Regions from separate parts of the Mus musculus genome. Here region 1 is linked to region 2. The links are chromatin contacts, called in public HiChIP or PLAC-seq maps. All regions are on one chromosome and are shown on one strand. Each heading gives the region's core, a stretch centred on a gene start, on an enhancer-like site or on the middle of the called end of the contact. The rest is flanking DNA. Distances are from core to core; before and after follow the strand shown. Region 1 has its middle 15 kb from the start of Bmncr. Region 2 holds the start of Etnk2 (ethanolamine kinase 2).

Region 1 (3,043 bases), core at 333-2,832, 600 kb after region 2:
CTTCCAGACATCTGGACCTCAAGTTCCATGTCTCCACGGCTTCAGCCTCGTTACTCTTAGATGAACTGCTGGTTGAGGGTTAAGGAACCAAGTGGAATCTGATGGGCAGACCTGAGTTCAAATGCACACACCACCGCTTTGCCGTGGTGCTTAAATCAAGGTGCTTAGACTCCCTTACGTTGGCTCCGTTTGCTATTGAGCAGGACAGGGTCCCACTACAGAGATGGCTCAGTGGTTACAAACACTTGCTCTCCCAGAGGAGCTGGGTTTGGTTGGTAGCACCCACACCAGGCAGCTAACAGCCATTTGTAATTCCAGCTCCAGGGCATGCATGCCCCTTGGACATTTACACACCACACACTCACACACACACAGATACACACACACACACACACACACACACACACATACACACACAGATACACACACATACAAACAAATAATAATAAATAAATCTTAACCAAACAAAACACAGAAGGTACGGTCCCCACTGTAATAAAGGCTTAAGGAAATAAGGTGGGAAAGCCTGCACAACACCACCTCACAGCACCCCGGGAATGCTAGTACCCTCACTGTCCCAGGAGTAGACAGCTCCTCATGCTGCCATCCCTCCAACTACCCCTACTCCAGCCTCGCGTCTCTGGCCACCTGACCTTTTCCATGCCCAATTCCTGCCTCTGTGGCTGCCTATGGCCCCTGAACATCCATTTCTACCTTTGGCTCAACTCTGAGCAGGGGAGCTTGACAGTGTTCCCCAGGAGGCTTGCCTTTTAAGAAGGGAGGAGCCAGCCAAGAGCCCAGGATCAGTCACAGGGACAGGACTTTCTATGGGGTATGGGGGTGGGGGTGGGGTAGTCAGAAGCCTCACACATAGCCTGTTATTTGCTGTGAAATAAGAAAGAAAGAAAGAAAGAAAGAAAGAAAGAAAGAAAGAAAGAAAGGAAGGAAGGAAGGAAGGAAGGAAGGAAGGAAGAAAGAAAGAAAGAAAGAAAGAAAGAAAGAAAGAAAGAAAGAAAGAAAGAAAGAAAGAAAGAAAAAAGAACAGTGGGTGCTCCCAAGTTCTACAGCACCCCAGGGTCCTGCCTCCTCTAACCTTCTATCTTATCCCCATGACACAAGCTGAAAAGCTTTGCTGCCCTCATTCTGCCCTTCTTGCCTGCCCAGGGCGGTTGACAGAGTCTGGGACCTTCAGGTATGGCAGATAGCTTGGCACAGTCCCTGCCAGAGGGGAAGGATCATATACATGCCCAGACCTCATCTGATTAAAAAACAGCTGCCTCAAATGCATTGTGTCACAGTTCTTAATTTGGAGGGGAGTGACACGGAGGCTCAGGCTGGCCTGATGTGAGGTCAGCCGACACTGACAGTAAGCGTACTGTGCGGTCAGCCAAGAATCCAGGCCCGTGGCTCCAGCCACACGTCAGAGAAAGTGCTCTGGTGCGGACTTAGACTCATGCCATGGAGGGTCCGCTGATAGGCTGTGGGGACAATGGCTTCAGAATCCTCCTTTTTAATGGCTCACCAGTCCTCAGGAATCATGAGCGGGGCCGGCTTTTTGTCCACCAAGGGGCACCCGTGCACTGTGAGGAAGGTCCAACCGGCTCTGCCAGCGTGGCTCTGTCCAGGGTGAGGAGCAAAGGTTTGGGGAGGAGTCACTTTGTTTTTAAGATTCCCTGGCAAGCGCCTCTCACATTCCAGAACACAGAGGACCGAGGACCCCTGCTTGTCCAGAGGCATCCGGGGCTGGCAGCCAGCCCAGGCCTTTCCTGTCCTCTTCATTCCAAAGGTCTCTGTTCGGTTTCTGCATCCCTCCTTGGTGGAAGGCTGTGCTGGGACTGGGAAAAGCTGGGGAACTTCCTGCTTAACTCGACGCTCTTGGGAAGCCACACATATCTAGACATTCACTGAGTACTTACAAGTGCCCAGCACTGTGGCAGCCACCCAGAAAGTGACACTGAAGGAGCCCTGATGTCTGCCTATGGGGCCATGGACCCACAAGGTGCACACTTCAGAGCCTGAGCAGGTGGGTGCATCAAGGGACTCAGAAGAGATGCTACTGAGGGTCTGTGCCACTGGAGCCCATTGGCTGCAGGATTCGGGGCATCACCTGCTAAATCACATCCAGTGCCTGCTGCCTCACTGGTCCTATGATGAGGGAGAGAAGCTCAGTATTTGTTGAATGAATGAATGCTTGAGTGAATGAAATGAGGCTGTCCAAGAAGACTTCTTGGAGGAAAGGTAGAAGGCTCACACACATGCCTAGATCCTACCTGATCAAAGAACTTCTCCGCTCTTTTTTTTTTAAGATATTTTCTTTATTTACATTTCAAATGTTATCCCCTTTCCTGGTATCCCATCCCCCCTCCCCACTTCCCCTGCTCACCAACCCACCCACTCCCCCTTTCTGGCCCTGGCATTCTCCTATACTGGGGCATAGAAGCTTCACAGGACCAAGGGCATCCCGTTCCATTGATGACCGACTAGGCCATGCTCTGCTACATATACAGCTAGAGCCATGAGTCCCACCATGTGTTTTCTTTGGTTGGTGGTTTAGTCCCAGGGAGCTCTGGGGGAACTGGTTAGTTCATATTGTTGTTCCTCATATGGGGCTGCAAACTCCTTCAGCTCCGTGGCTCCTTTCTCTAGCTCCTCCATTAGGGACCCTGTGCTCAGTCCAGTGGATGGCTGCGAGCATCCACCTCTGTAGTTGCCAGACACTGGCAGAGCCTCTCAGGAGACAGCTATATCAGGCTCCTGTCAGCAAGCTCTTGTTGGCATCCACAATAATTTCTTGGTTTAGTAGTTGTATATGGGATAGATCCCCAGATGGGGCAGTTTCTGGATGGTCGTTCCTTTAGTCTCTGCTCCACACTTTGTCTCTGTAACTCCTTCCATAGGTATTTTGTTTCTCCCTACTAAGAAAGATCGAAGTATTCACACTTTGGTCTTCCTTCTTCTTGAGTTTCAGGTGTTTTGCAAATTTTATCTTGGGTATTCCCAGCTTCTGGTCTACTATACACTTATCAGTGAGTACATATCATGT
Region 2 (2,953 bases), core at 105-2,604:
CTCCCACTGATTGTGTTCCCTTGTGCCGCAAGGTTTGCTTTGCCTATTGCAAAAGAAAGAGCTGGAGGCAATGTCCTTTCCAGTTCTGGCATCCTGGGACATCATGACCTCAAGTAGGTGGTCCCTCCCTACCATCTGCTACAATGTCCAGTACAGTGGCTGCATGCTGTTGTTTGTATGCGTATAAAGATTAAAGTTACACAAAATGTCACACTGGCCACATTTCAAGGGCTGAGTAGCCACGTGAGGCTAGTGGCCCCTGCAAGAGGCACCAGCACAGAAACTGGACCAGAAGACCTGGGTGCAAAGCAGCAAGAACCAAAAGGCCTCGTGGTGGAGATGTTCCTGAGTAGGTCGGAGGGACAACCTTGGGGACACAGAAACACATCTATTTTGTAGGCATTTTTCAAGTAGGGCAGTATGAGGTGATAAGAAATGAGGTCCCAAGGCAAGCCCAGGTCTCTCTATGCTAGAGAGCTGGCAGCTAACTGGTCTCACTCTGGAAGTGACCAGGGGAATATATGACTAAGGGACGGGCTTTCCAAGGGCTGGCCTGGCCTCTTTCCATGTGTCTTCTCTGTACAGTAAGTCTGCCAGGGGACTTATCCCTTCCCCTTGTCATGCTACATACACATAGATCCCTAGGTTGTACTATGGCCTTTGATCACCTCTTTGCTCAACAAAACACTGAGCTCCGGGCACCTGTGCGACCACTATCTATGCCCAGTCAGCCTTGCAGGACAGGGAGGAAGGCTTAAGGATTATTTAGTGAGCCAAACTCAGTCTTGCTCAAAGTCCTGGCTTACAATGTGCTTGTACACTCATAAAAGTACCCTGGAACATTCTATCAGAGTCCAGTCTGCCTATGGGACACTCACCCTGAACCATCACCATGCTGTTCTCCATCGAAGGTGTGTGTGTGTGTGTGTGTGTGTGTGTGTGGTGCTGAATGATGCCTAGAAGGCCTTAGAAACGCAGCCCAACCTTTCCCAAGAGATTTAATGGCAAGCCGAAGCCCACACTATAGGAGCATCCGATCTCCACGTTCCAGGATGAGGTTGGGACAAAGACAAGCTCTTCCCTCCTTAGCCCCAGCCCCTTACCCTAGACTACCCGGAAAAGAGCTCTTTAGCTGTGGGCTCCAGTGGGAAACTGGTCAACCAGTACTAGGATACTGGAGCAGGGATCTGGGGCGGGGCCTGGGGAGGCTCCGCCCTTTGCGTCATTAAGGCGGGGCATCCCCCACCCAGAGCTCCAGGTAGCGGTGGAGCCAGCAACGGGAGATGGCGGGCTGCACTCGCCCGGAGGCGGGGGCGGGGCGGGCAAGGGGCGTTACTGCGACCCATGATGTCACTGTCGCGGCGGACCTTGGCGATTCCCGGCCAGCTGTGTTGCTCGGTTGCATCGCCGGAGATTGGAACAGGCAGCTCGCTCATGAGTCATGGACTTCCCCTGGCCCCTCCTCGACCACTCCCACTCTCTCTCAGGGCCCCCCCGTAGGGGCTAACGCGGGCGCGGCGGCTCCGAGGGGGTGGGGCTGCTGGGAATGGCTGTGCCCCCTTCAGCTCCAGTGCCGTGCTCGCCCTTTTACCTGCGGAGGCAGGAGCCTTGCCCGCAGTGCTCATGGAGCATGGAGGAGAAGGCGGTGGCCAGCGCCGGCTGCTGGGAGCCTCCAGGGCCCCCGAGGGCCGCCGTCCCATGCTTCAGCGTCACGGTGGAACAGGACGACATCCTCCCCGGTGCCCTGCGCCTCATTCGGGAGCTGCGGCCGCACTGGAAGCCCGAACAAGTTCGGACCAAGGTAGCCGAGAGGGCGTGAGGCCGGGGATGGGGCGCTGCCGGGCTGCAGAGGGGCTGCGTGGACGCCCGTCAGTGCATCCTCCAAGTGCGGGTTCCAGGGTTTTGCGGCTGTTGCGCAGGAGATGTTTTGGACCGTGGTTTGAATATGTGTGTAACTCTCCATTTCTCTTTGATCCCTATGCAAAGCTGGGCTCACGCTTCCCTGGACCCTCCCCATTCGCCTGCTCCTGCCGCCGGAGGTCCACCTGCCCACTGTCAGCGTGCTGCGCGTGCAGCCCCACCCCCTGTCGCTGCGTGCTTGTCCCCTAGTTGCTCAGAAGTGCTACCCAGCCACTCTGACAACCCGAGGAAGCACGAACTTTTAAGGAAACCTCCCCCTACACCCATGCTGTTCCTTCGCCCTAACTTGAGATCCAAGCCTCGGGGATCTGAGCATTCCTTGTGGCCCCAGGAGCCAGCCCTGTGCAATTCAGAATTCCAGCTAAGCCCTGAGACCTTCTTCACGTGGCCTCAGGCTAGCTCTGAGCAACGCCCCTTTTGACCCCCACTCCATTTTCTTCCCACCTCAGCTGAATACTTTGTCCCACACACACACCTGTGGGCAGAACTGCCCACTGCGAGCCCCTAGCTTACTCCCTCCCTCGCTGTCCTGCATTCTCTTAAAAACCTACCCAGCCCTACACCCCTGACAGCCTGCTTTGGAGGGTTCGGGCCCCATGTCATTGGCCTTCTGAGTATGGAAGGGGCAGCTCTAAGGAGAATCTGGGCTGAATGTGGTAACATTTTCAGAAGACCTGGTCAGGAACAGACAGTGAAGGCATCAAGCCATATTTGAGATTAAACCCAGCACTGCATACCAGATGCTAATCTGGACCCCCACTAGGCCTGTCGTCTCACCTAGAAGGGGTGGGTCCCCTGAAGTCCCATCCAGCTCTGCCCCATAGCGCCCATAAACCTTTAGTTCAGGGTTCCTCCCTCCTTATCACCCTGCCCAGAGAGTCTGGGCTCCCACTCATATTGTCTCCTGTTCCTCCTGGTGTGGAATTCAGAGATTCAAGGACCTCTGGCCACCAAAGCCCTGGGAAGAGTGCCAACTTCAGTACCCTCCTTGTCTCTCTGCCACTGGATAGAGCAGGAGATACAGCTCTGAGAG

The links. HiChIP or PLAC-seq counts read pairs in DNA pulled down with a chosen protein or histone mark.
Region 1: an HNF4G HiChIP or PLAC-seq map of pancreatic cancer cells shows a contact between it and region 2. The contact joins the enhancer-like site here to the promoter of Etnk2 in region 2. A contact is called at or near these places in 2 of 39 promoter capture datasets (frontonasal cranial neural crest and hematopoietic stem and progenitor cells), 2 of 115 datasets of contacts at active chromatin or transcription factors (embryonic stem cells and pancreatic cancer cells) and 2 of 9 other capture datasets (adipose tissue and liver).

The regions. Positions count from the first base shown.
Region 1 is chr1:133,960,294-133,963,336 of GRCm38.p6, forward strand. No RefSeq gene overlaps it. Among named protein-coding and RNA genes, the nearest start is that of Bmncr, 15 kb to the right of the region's middle. Within about 2 kb of position 1,583, at least 86 of the 459 cell types and tissues checked have an H3K27ac peak or open chromatin away from gene starts, as enhancers often do. A contact at or near this core is called in adipose tissue, liver and pancreatic cancer cells, where this site is marked.
Region 2 is chr1:133,362,218-133,365,170 of GRCm38.p6, forward strand. Etnk2 (ethanolamine kinase 2) reads left to right here and starts at 1,355. Exons shown (of 8, transcript NM_175443.5): 1 at 1,355-1,801. The coding sequence starts at 1,547.